4 separate regions of the Gossypium hirsutum genome follow, and all the other regions are linked to region 1. A link is a contact called in public Hi-C data. All regions are on one chromosome and are shown on one strand. Each heading gives the region's core, a stretch centred on a gene start, on an enhancer-like site or on the middle of the called end of the contact. The rest is flanking DNA. Distances are from core to core; before and after follow the strand shown. Region 1 holds the start of LOC107954667 (GTP-binding protein SAR1). Region 2 holds the start of LOC107954703 (TBC1 domain family member 2B). Region 3 holds the start of LOC107954702 (fasciclin-like arabinogalactan protein 7). Region 4 holds the start of LOC107954701 (F-box protein At3g07870).

Evidence for each region. A called contact is a pair of places that touch in the nucleus more often than the background predicts.
Region 2: a contact with region 1 is called in a Hi-C map of leaf, with 1.8 times the contacts expected there. The contact joins the promoter of LOC107954703 here to the promoter of LOC107954667 in region 1. A contact is called at or near these places in 2 of 34 Hi-C or Micro-C datasets (both in leaf).
Region 3: a Hi-C map of leaf shows a contact between it and region 1, with 2.6 times the contacts expected there. The contact joins the promoter of LOC107954702 here to the promoter of LOC107954667 in region 1. A contact is called at or near these places in 2 of 34 Hi-C or Micro-C datasets (both in leaf).
Region 4: a Hi-C map of leaf shows a contact between it and region 1, with 1.8 times the contacts expected there. The contact joins the promoter of LOC107954701 here to the promoter of LOC107954667 in region 1. A contact is called at or near these places in 2 of 34 Hi-C or Micro-C datasets (callus and leaf).

Annotation. Positions count from the first base shown.
Region 1 is chrD07:36,391,240-36,393,896 of Gossypium_hirsutum_v2.1, reverse strand. LOC107954667 (GTP-binding protein SAR1) reads right to left here and starts at 1,360. Exons shown (of 6, transcript XM_041096591.1): 1 at 894-1,360. LOC107954669 (a long non-coding RNA gene) reads left to right here and starts at 1,355. Exons shown (of 2, transcript XR_005915658.1): 1 at 1,355-1,715.
Region 2 is chrD07:36,807,640-36,810,296 of Gossypium_hirsutum_v2.1, reverse strand. LOC107954703 (TBC1 domain family member 2B) reads left to right here and starts at 1,291. Exons shown (of 7, transcript XM_016890339.2): 1 at 1,291-2,494. The coding sequence starts at 2,006.
Region 3 is chrD07:36,762,638-36,765,294 of Gossypium_hirsutum_v2.1, reverse strand. It overlaps LOC107954702 (fasciclin-like arabinogalactan protein 7), which reads right to left and starts at 1,290. Exons shown (of 2, transcript XM_016890337.2): 1 at 987-1,290; 2 at 1-289. The coding sequence starts at 244.
Region 4 is chrD07:36,739,587-36,742,243 of Gossypium_hirsutum_v2.1, reverse strand. LOC107954701 (F-box protein At3g07870) reads right to left here and starts at 1,337. Exons shown (of 1, transcript XM_016890336.2): 1 at 1-1,337. The coding sequence starts at 1,116.

The DNA.
Region 1 (2,657 bases), core at 111-2,610:
AAAGTATCAGAAAAAAAAAGAAAGAGAATTAAACAAAGAAAGAAGCGAACTAGTTTTAATAGTTATTGCAACAATGGTTTTGCATAATTACATTCGAAGACATGCTTCGTCAAATGATGAGGATTTTCGAGAATTTGAGAATATACCCGACATGTCAGTCTTTTCAAGCCAGTTTGACAGAGGTGAATCGAGTTCTTCTAATAGAGAAAGTGACCTTGAAATCACAATGTTAAGGGAAACCATTGTAACTAGTTTAATGAATCCATATTTGTAAAAATATTTTGTATCATAACCTAATTTCTAGTAATAATGAAACTTGTTATGTCTTATGTTACTATTTTTTTATTAAAATTTATCCGTTTAGATACTTTAAAATTTGATCTAAGTATAATGTTACTATTTGTAAAAATAATATTTAACATTGTTATAAAAAAATATTTAACTATAAAAAATTAAAAATAATTATCATTTTATCTAATAAATAATTTAAATTAATTATATAATTATATAATTCATTAAAATATTGAAAGATATATTTTAATATTTTATTAAATGAATTTATAAATTCACATATTTTAATAATTTTAACAAATTTAAATAATTTAAAAAACTTCTATTATATATCAATTCTAATATGATGTCCTTAATAGTCATTTTTATTCTCACCTCGCCGCTACAACTGCGTTTGAATCCAAACACACACACCACCACTGTTTTTAATGTCATCGCTACAGTATCCAATCTCACCGCTATAGTAACTAATCTCACCACCACCGTTGTTTTTAACCTCACCGGAGGCAAACACACCGCCCATCCAAACTAGCCCTAAGTTAGACTTTAATATAGATAGTAAAGTAAGGGTACGATACGCGTGTATGGCAGTTTATGTAAACCTCGGTAAGCCTTTGATCTCAAAAGTACTAATCAATGGAAATCTTCAAAGAGTTGAGTACGAAAGCCTACTGGTGATGTGCTTCTTTTGTGGACGTTATGGGTACAACAATGAGTCTTGTCCTCATACTTCACTCCCTTCTGGCTTATCAAAGGTAATGGACCCAATGACCGGAATTAATCAAAAAATACGGTGGCTGGAGAAGGGGATTTTGGCCCTTGGATGTTGGAAGAGAGAAGATCTAGATGCACTCTTCAGGAATATGACAAAATTGGAAAGTCCAGACTAGAAGAAAAAACTATGGGATCATGATTTCAATCTTTGGCTAGTCTAGAGGCTAAAATCACAGAAGAAAGTATTGAAAAGGAATCTACACCAATTTTAAAAAGGCATGGGAAAGGGATTTTGACTGAAAATTTTGAAAACCCTTCAACAAGACAATTTCATGTTGTTGTAGGTGAAAGCAAAGAATACACGAAACAGAGGGTGGGGGATATTAATTTTGGATAGGTTAGGAAGCCCAAATACAAAAATCAGTTAAAGCACCAAAAGAATTCTGGGTGCATTGCTGGACTGGACCATTCGGTTAACCTATTAGCAAAGCCTGTCACGGGAAAGGGCTACGACATTGGGCCATTTAGTGTTTCGAGTATCAAAGATTTAATTGGCATGAATTCATCAAACCCCACAGGAGGAGACTGCGTGTCTTTGGACAATGTTGCGAAGGCCCACCAGCCATCTATTTCAGGTGGCATGGATCCCACAGAAGAAGACTGTGTGTCTTTAGACAACGTTGTGAAGGCCTACCAACCATTTGTTTCAGGTAAACTCGTTCCCTTGTCTTCTTCTTCAATTGTTTTAGCTGATTTTTATACAGGTGGTGTGGACATGGCTCTCTCAAAATCAAATCAATTTAAAAAAGAGCATTCACTGCATTTCAACCCAATGAGGGTATTTTGGATGCCAATAATCATACCGCCGTAATCTTTAAGGACAACACCCAACATAATTTTTCTAGGAAGACGGTTGGGAGCAGTTCAACTACTTCTAGAAATCAATTGCCTTTAAGTAAATTTAAGGAGAGCGAAGTCAAAACTCTCAGTTCAAAAGGAGGGTGGAAAATAAATAAAATCTAAAGGGCTTGGGTAACCGATTCAAGGCTTCTGGTAGTTCTTGTGTTTCTTTCGCTAAATCGATGAAGACAACAGCGGAACTCATCTCATCAGATTTAAGCGGGCAATCTACTATGGATATGTCAATGAAAGAGGGGGAGAAGCCAGATATTGTTGCCTCTGGTCGATAGTAAGATAAGTTTTTTTTCTTTTCTTTTTAATATGGATTTATCTATTTTATCTTGGAATGTACAAGGGTGTACGAATGTAAAATTCCCGCAAGTACTTTGTGAGTACCGTAAACAATATCAATCGGACATAGTCAGTCTTCTTGAGCCAAAAGTTAGTAGGGTTAAAGCCAACGCTATCATTGCTAGTTTGAATTTGGCAAAATCTCATCGAGTGGAAGCGATTGGCTTTTCGAGTGGTATTTGGTTAGGATTGAGAGAATCTATCGATTTGAAAGTGATTAAAAATCATCCTCAATTCATCCTAGTTCACATTTGCTCCATTATCCAACCACATTTGATCTTTATTGCTTTTGTGTATGGAAGTCTCGATGGACAAAAAAAGAAATTTATTTGGAGGGATCTGAGTCTGTTTATCCCGCTTAGACATTCTACATGGTTAGCCATTGGAGATTTTAACGCCAT
Region 2 (2,657 bases), core at 42-2,541, 420 kb before region 1:
TTTGCTCCCGACTTGGCCATACTACTGATGAAACCTTTATGTAATTGTTAGTTAGTCTCACGAACGAACGGAATGCTATCTAAAAAAGAAAGAAGGAAGAGCTCCATCCCGAACTCACCCAATTCCCACGTCGAAGTGTAATCACGCTACCAATTTGGTTATTATTTACTGAAAAGTATATATATAGAGAAGCAATAATTTTCCGAATAATGGCGGGGGCATTTCAGTCATCCAGGAAATAAAAACAGAACAGTTAGATTGAGTTTCAACTAGACCTGTCCATGGGCCGGGTCGGGTTTGGGCTGGGCCCACAAAAAATTTTCAGCCCGTTTACTAGGCCCGGGCTCGGCCCGGCCCGAAAAAAATATGGGGCCCGAGCCCGGCCCGGCACGGCCTGTTTTTAATTAAAATTAAAATTATTTTTTTAATAAAATTAAAACTAATTGTTATTAAAATTAATTGTTAGTAAAATTATCAAATTTTTAGTTGTTAATTGTATTAATTGTTGTAATAAAATCTAACATTTGATTAGTAAATTTATCAAATTATTAATTGTATTAATTGTATTAATTGTTGTAACAAAATCTAACATTTGATTAGTAAAACAAACTTGATGTTTTATTATTATTATTTTGTAACACTAGTCAAGTAAATGAAAGTAAATAAACTTAAAATAAAAAACTATTATATTTTAAAAATAAAAAAATATATATTTAATATTTTTCGGGCCGGGCGGGCCCAGGCCAAAAAATCTTGCCCGAGGCCCGGCCTATTTTTTAAATGGGCCTAAAATTTTGCCCAAACCCATATTTCGGACCTATATTTTTACTCAAACCCTCCCATATTTCGGACGGATCGTCGGGCCGGGCCAGGCCACCCAGCCCATGGACAGGTCTAATATCAACGCTAGTCCATTATCACTGTCCTATCAAACGCTGTCCGTGGGTAACGTCTCTCTCTCTCTCTCTAACGCTCCAATAATTGTATTTTTAGAAACCAGGGAAAAAAACTAAACTGTTTTGAAACTAACATTAATAATGCTAAATTTAATAAAAAAAAATTATGTTAGAATAAAAGTATATCCCAAAGAAATTGATGATAGTGGTTAAAATGATACTGAACAATATAATTAATATTTATATATCAGTTAATTACTCAAAAAAATAATACATTTAATTTATTAAGAATTAAACGAGTAAATTCTTTTGTAGACATGAGTAATAATGAATATACTATGTTAATAGTGAGATAATTATTTTTTCAATTTCGTCCAGAAAATTCGAGTATACAAACAATTTTTAAGGGTAAAACTGTTTTCCTCTGTTGTTATTATAATGACAGTGGGGATTTTTCATTTTTGCTGATGAGGAAAAGAGATGAAGATGAAGATGACTCCCACCACCTACAACCTCCTAATTTTCTTTAGATTGCCTAGCTTTTATTTTTACCTACCTATTAATTCGGTTTCTTTCATAACCTCTTTCCCTTGTCTTTTTTAGTCATCCATGTCCTTTGAAATAAAAGAATTGAAAAAAAGGAATTTTACTCCTCTTATAGAAAATTTTGTTTCGTTTCGTTTTGTTTTCTCTCTCGTTGAGAAACAATAAAAGAATTGTTATCTGGGCTTGGCTTGGCTTGGCTTTTCCTTTTTCTTTCTTTTTATTTTTTCAAGCTTTGGCGCTTTTGAAAATAATTCGATTTTCAAAAGTACATTGTTTGTTTTGAATATATGAAAAAGGAACTTTGATAGCCATCCAAATTTGTGAGAGCATTTATCTCTGCCAGATCGTAATTCTTCCTCTTATCAACTTCTTTATATAAAACCCATTTGAAAGAATTTGTCTTTCTTCAATTTTCCAAGCTTGCAAGCTCCAAATAAATCAACCTTTTTTCATGGTTCAAAGTTCGTAGTTTTCTCTCGTTCCTGATACAGCCCTTATAACCCATTTCTCCTTTTCTCTTAATCTATCATCGAGAAAAAAGAACAAAAAAAAAGGGGGGGGAAATGTTTGGTCCCCAAAGCAAAATGGACATTGCCTTTGAATGGCAAGCGCAATTTCACATCTTAAGGCCAAGCATCCATGCGAGAAGAGCAAATATAATAGTGAAATTCCAAGACCTTTATGGGTTCACAGTAGAAGGCAATGTGGACGATGTTAATGTGTTGAATGAGGTAAGAGAAAAGGTGAGGCAACAAGGGCGTGTTTGGTGGGCACTCGAAGCAAGCAAAGGGGCCAATTGGTATTTGCAGCCGCAGATTTCGATATCGCAAGGGATTGGGTTGAAATCTTCGCTCAAATTGTCAGGTTTTGTTAATGCGATCACATTGAAGAAGCTTATTAGGAAAGGCATTCCCCCTGTGCTTAGGCCTAAGGTTTGGTTTTCGCTTTCGGGTGCCGCCAAGAAGAAGTCTACGGTGCCTGAAAGCTATTATAATGATTTGTTAAAGGCGGTAGAGGGTATGGACACGCCTGCAACACGTCAGATTGATCATGTAAGTCCTGCATTTTGGGTGTTTTTGCATTTGCTTCATTGATATTTGTTTCTTTTCCCCCTATTTTTACATGGATCTTTGTCAGGAGGTGATGTTTGTTTTGTTTCTTTTTTCTATAGGCTTGGTTAATTTTGCACTATGAATTTGGAATTGTAAAATTCAT
Region 3 (2,657 bases), core at 41-2,540, 370 kb before region 1:
TGGCTTGGTTTTGAAAGGTGTCAATCACTTTAGTGGACTCAAGGTAGTCAAGGAAAGTGTGAAATGGACCAGCCACTGAGAGTAAATAAGTGAGGTTTACATATGGCGGTGCCGGTGCTGGGGCTGGTGTTGGAGTTGGGCTCATTGCGACCGGAGCAGGAGGGCTCCTTGCTTGACCATAGGCCAACGAGGAGCACAAGAGCAATACAGAAAAACATATCGTAAAAATCTTGGAAAACTCCATTTCCCCCCAAAGTTTGATTTTGATTCAGTAGTGATCACTAAATTCCTGCAATAATCAATCGACCATTCAATCAAATACGTCATAGTTACGTTGCATCTAAACAGTATGAACATCAAACTATTAAAAATGTCCCTACGATAAGAATTCAGAAGCCCATTTCACATTTTAGATAAGAACATAAAACTAGTAACTGTAATTGGTAAAGAGAACCAAAATTTCCATTTCATTCAGGAATGGGACGTGATGAAAAAGCAGATCTTGACTAGCCTAACCCAAGAAAGCAAGAAATGAGAAAACTCCTTAACCGTAATAAGACAAAATGCTTAAAGCTTGATCAAACAATTTAATTATAGATGAGATCGAAAATAGCCATGAACTGCATTCACAAATATGATCCAATTTCTTGTTCTTGAGCTCCCTCAAGCAAAGTACAGCTTACCAAATACCCCAGGTAATCAAATTTTAGACCAAAACCCAGATCAAATCTAATTTTTAGTTTGCCTTACACCTTGACTATATAAATGGCTGGAAGCCTGGAATTCAACTCTGCTTCTGGAAGGATACTTCACACTAGACGTTTCTCAGGGCGAGCAAGTAACACGTTCAAGGAAAAAAAAGAACCCACAACCACAGTGTAAATATTCATTTTAACTTCAAAGAAAACGGATCAGTAGAACTCTCAAATAATGGAACTCTAACAAAAGCAGATCTCAATGAGTGCAGGCAAATGAAGGAAACTAACCTGACCCAGAGGAATTCAGAGCGAAAGTCAGTACCTTGGGTACCAATGTTGCAGATAGGAATAACCTGAGCTAGTCTATACAGAGATTGGCTTTTTTGCTTCTATAATGTATATCTGTATATACACACGACAACAAAGTGAGTCTGGGGTGGTACCAGCTATTATGCTTAAAGGGGATTAAAGGTTTAGGAAATTTGGAGTGCAAGAAACAAGGAATTAAGTAAATAAATACTGGAATATTAACTAATACCAATTTCTTGTTTTTAAAAGTTATATTAGTCAACTTTTTAACTTATGGACAAGAGAATTATATTTTGAGGTGCGAGAGCTTGCGTTTAAACTAAAGCAGCTGCATTCTCTGCCCCTAATTATTTAAAATCTTATATTATATGTGGACCTCAATTCAAATCAATTATACAATGTGGGCAAAAATTATGAATAATATTAACATAATATAAAAAAATTAAATTAATTTTCATCATAAGTGTCTAAGAAACTTATTTTCTAGAATATGCTTTTTAAGGATTACCCTGACATCTGCTAGTGTCAAGCTCCTTTGTTTACGTTCAACAATATGGATAGAATTTTATTGTTGAATCATTTGTTGACGATAAAAAGATAATACCATAAATTTGACATCCGCAGGTGTCAAGATGCCACTGACAATATTTCGGGATTTCTTTTAGGAATCTTGTATTTTGTGAATATGTTCTATATAAGATGTAAGGAAATTTAGTTATTGTGCATTGTTTCCGTTGTAGTAAGTTAGTATTAATGTTATTGGATTCATTGTTATTAAGAATTGTTGAGATTGTTATTTTTTTTTTGTAAAATTAAAAATGTAATATTTAGCGGCCTCAAGATGTTAGATCGATTCTTTACACAAATCTATTTCAATGGAGACATGTATTTGACTAATAGAGTCATATTCCAATTGGACACGATGTTTAGCATGACCATTAATAGTGATGCTTCCTTGGATAGCATAAAGAGGAGGATCCTAAGGAAAATCAAAGTTGGAAGTGCTAAGTGCATACCCAATAAGAATTATAAGTTTTTTAGGTTCAACTCGGGATGGTGATGTTTGGACATTGAGAAGGCAGGGGTGTTTTTCTAGAGTTGTTAGTGGAGGTGTAAGAAATTTTCGATATTTGGTGCAGGATTTCAAGCATCACCACTTTTCAAAGGTAACTAAGTTATTTTCTTGAAATTTATATAGAATTTGATTCATGGGAGCTTGATCTAGTTAGCCCATGTGTTAATTTGTTCACTTAGTTAATGCGTAACAAGTTGCGATTATAGTGAAATTGATGATTTTGAGCTTGATTTGAAGATAATGAAACAAGGTAAGCTTACTTAAAACTTAGTAAGTTAGAATAATTTAAACACAACATACCTGCCATTTAAAATCTTACTAATTGAAATTAACATATGAACTTAGTATTTACTTGTTCTTGATCGTGACTTTGTTGAGTTGGAAATGATCAATACATAATCGCATAGATCCATCCTTTTTCTTAACAAATAGAACTGGTGCACCCCAAGGTGAGAAACTGGGTCGAGCAAAACCCCTATCTGTCAACTCTTCCAACTGTGCTTTCAACTCTTTCAACTTTGTAGGTGCCATTTTGTAAGGGGCTATTGATATCGAAGATGTTCTCGGTACTAACT
Region 4 (2,657 bases), core at 88-2,587, 350 kb before region 1:
TAGTAAGCAAAGAAATCGAACAACTTTACCATTTGAAGGATTCTTCCATATCTTCAATGGCCTATCTCGGACCAAATTTTGTTTCAAACATTTCGGCATATAAGCTCCAATGCTGAACTCTTTTATCCAAGACTCCTTCACATTATAATCCTTCATAACCCATATCTCCAATTTCCCATAATTCCCATAAACAGCTGCTGCAAGAAAACCTCTTAAAACACACAAATGGAAGTTACACCTGTTTAGGCCACCGCAATCAGGTTTCGGGACCTCCCGGAATTGTTCGTCCTCTAAGTCAAATGACATAAGGCGGCGAGCTGGGTAATATCTCCGGGGCCTACTCACCCAATGAAGCCTTCCGTTAACCAAAGCCTCAGAGGGTCGCCTTATGAGCTGGTACGCTACTTTCCCTAGACTCCTCCATGCAGAGGTTCCAAGGGTGAATACCTGAACATCTGATTGAGGATAAACCACTCTTCGGGCACGGCTGTAGCTACTACTACTAGTGTTCCTATAATAAACTATCTTAACTACCTTGTATTGCTTCGTTTTCTGATGGAATCCGAACCCGAACACTACTTCCTGATCTGAATATTGTCTAGACTTTGGCAGCTCCATGAAATCCATGGTGAAAGGGTTGTAAACATAAAGTGCCTCGTTGTATAATGAATCAGACAAGCATAATAAACCATTGCATGTTCCAACTACATCGAATTCAGGCAACGATGTCTGGAAAGGCACATATAATCTTTTTACCTTGTCCTTATCGTGATTGTGAACCGATAAATCAACGAAATAGAGCTGGTTTCGGATGGGAAAATCGCAGTGAAGGATGAGGCATGGATTAGTGGTCGGAGCTTTCCAGGAAAGTTGCATATCAGCAAGGAGAGGATCTTGAGCTAAAGCACGCCATCCTTTGCATACGAACTTGAATTGCACCAAAGATGTTATCGGCAACCTTGACAGTATGTCGACGATGATTTCATGGGGAAGGGTTTCCATCTCAGTTGTCGTCTGCTGTCCAACACCACGATCATCTTCAAGCATGGTTTTCCTTCTTTTTGCAACCCTCTCATCGTCTAAATCCATAGTTAGTAAGAGATTCACAACACACATGGGTTGCAAAATAGTGGGTTTTTAGGGAGATGATCAAAATGGAAGGTTGAAGATAAACATGGTAGACTTTTTATAAGATCAAACGAATAATAATATAAAAATAAAAATAAATAAAAAGGAGAGAGAGAGAGACGGCAACCACAAGGAAATTGAATAGTGTTTGTATGGAAACTATCATTGAATATAGGCTCTCCCTAGCCTTATTGAAAGGTTTGATTTTTTATTTTTTCTTCCTTTGATTAATGGGACAAAGTTATAAAGAAATTGATGGACATAACAATCTGCACCGTCCAATTAAGCATATAGATTGCTGAAATATGAATGTAGAAAAAGCAAAGTTTATGAATAAATTCCATGGCTATGCAAAGATGGCCCTACTGATAGTGACCTTGCAACATTCAATCTTCAATAATCAGATCAAAATATTAGACAAAAACCAAAACTTTTTATATATATATATTCGATTTTTTGGATTGGGTTTAGTTTAGTTGATGATAAAATAATATTAAATATGGTATTCAACTGGTGTAAAATTTGAATGTAGTAATCCTTTCTTTTATTTTGAACTACTACCTTTTAGGTATATACATATAATATATAAATAAACTTATTTAATTATAAATCTCCAAAAACAAATACAAAATAAGAGACCGAAGACGATAAATTCAAGGTAAAAAATAAACAAAGATATAAAACCAAAAAACAAAATGGCTTGATTTTATGGAACGTGAGAAATAAAAACCAAGAAATTTTGGTGCAAGTAAACCAATAGAGAAACGAGCCTGTAAAGTTCCCATAACTTTCTACTTTATTTTGTGTTTTTGTTATGAAGTCTAGAAAGAGAGAAAAAAAAGCTGAAAGCACTAAATTAATGGAAAAAGAAAAAAAAGAGTTGGATTCTAGAGTTTGAAACATGTTGGGGAATTAGCTTCTTCAAATATTACATTAGGTATATATATATTGTAAAATTGATTTGAATGAGTTTTTTTTTTTAACATGTTCTAGGAGTAAACAAGTTGCGTAAAGAAAGCTATGCTAATAAGGAAAGAAGAAAATACAATAACATTTAGGGGTGAGCATTCGATCGAATCGAATCGAATCGAAAATTTTCGAGTTAATCGAGTTTTCGAATCTCATTTTATCATCCTAACTTTATTTGAAGTTTTCTCGAATCGAGTCGAGTGAGATGGAATTCGAATCGAATCGGATCCGAATCGAATCGAATATATTTGTTCGAGTTAAATTTTAAAAAATAATTTTGGGTCCTTGTAACCATTGTCACCCATTGTAATAAAATTTGTCCACCTTAATCAAAATTTTTATTAACTTTCATCACTTCATAATTTATTTATTAATTTTTTATATATTGGTTAGCTTCTTTGATTGCTTAGTTGTTTCAATTATCTTCAGATTCTTGTCACTATGTATTTTAGAATTAAAAATATATTAAATGTAAAAATATGATTTTTTTAATAAAAGTTATTTTAAAAATAAAATGTGAAATTGATACCAATATAAAATTTTAACACGAATATTTTATG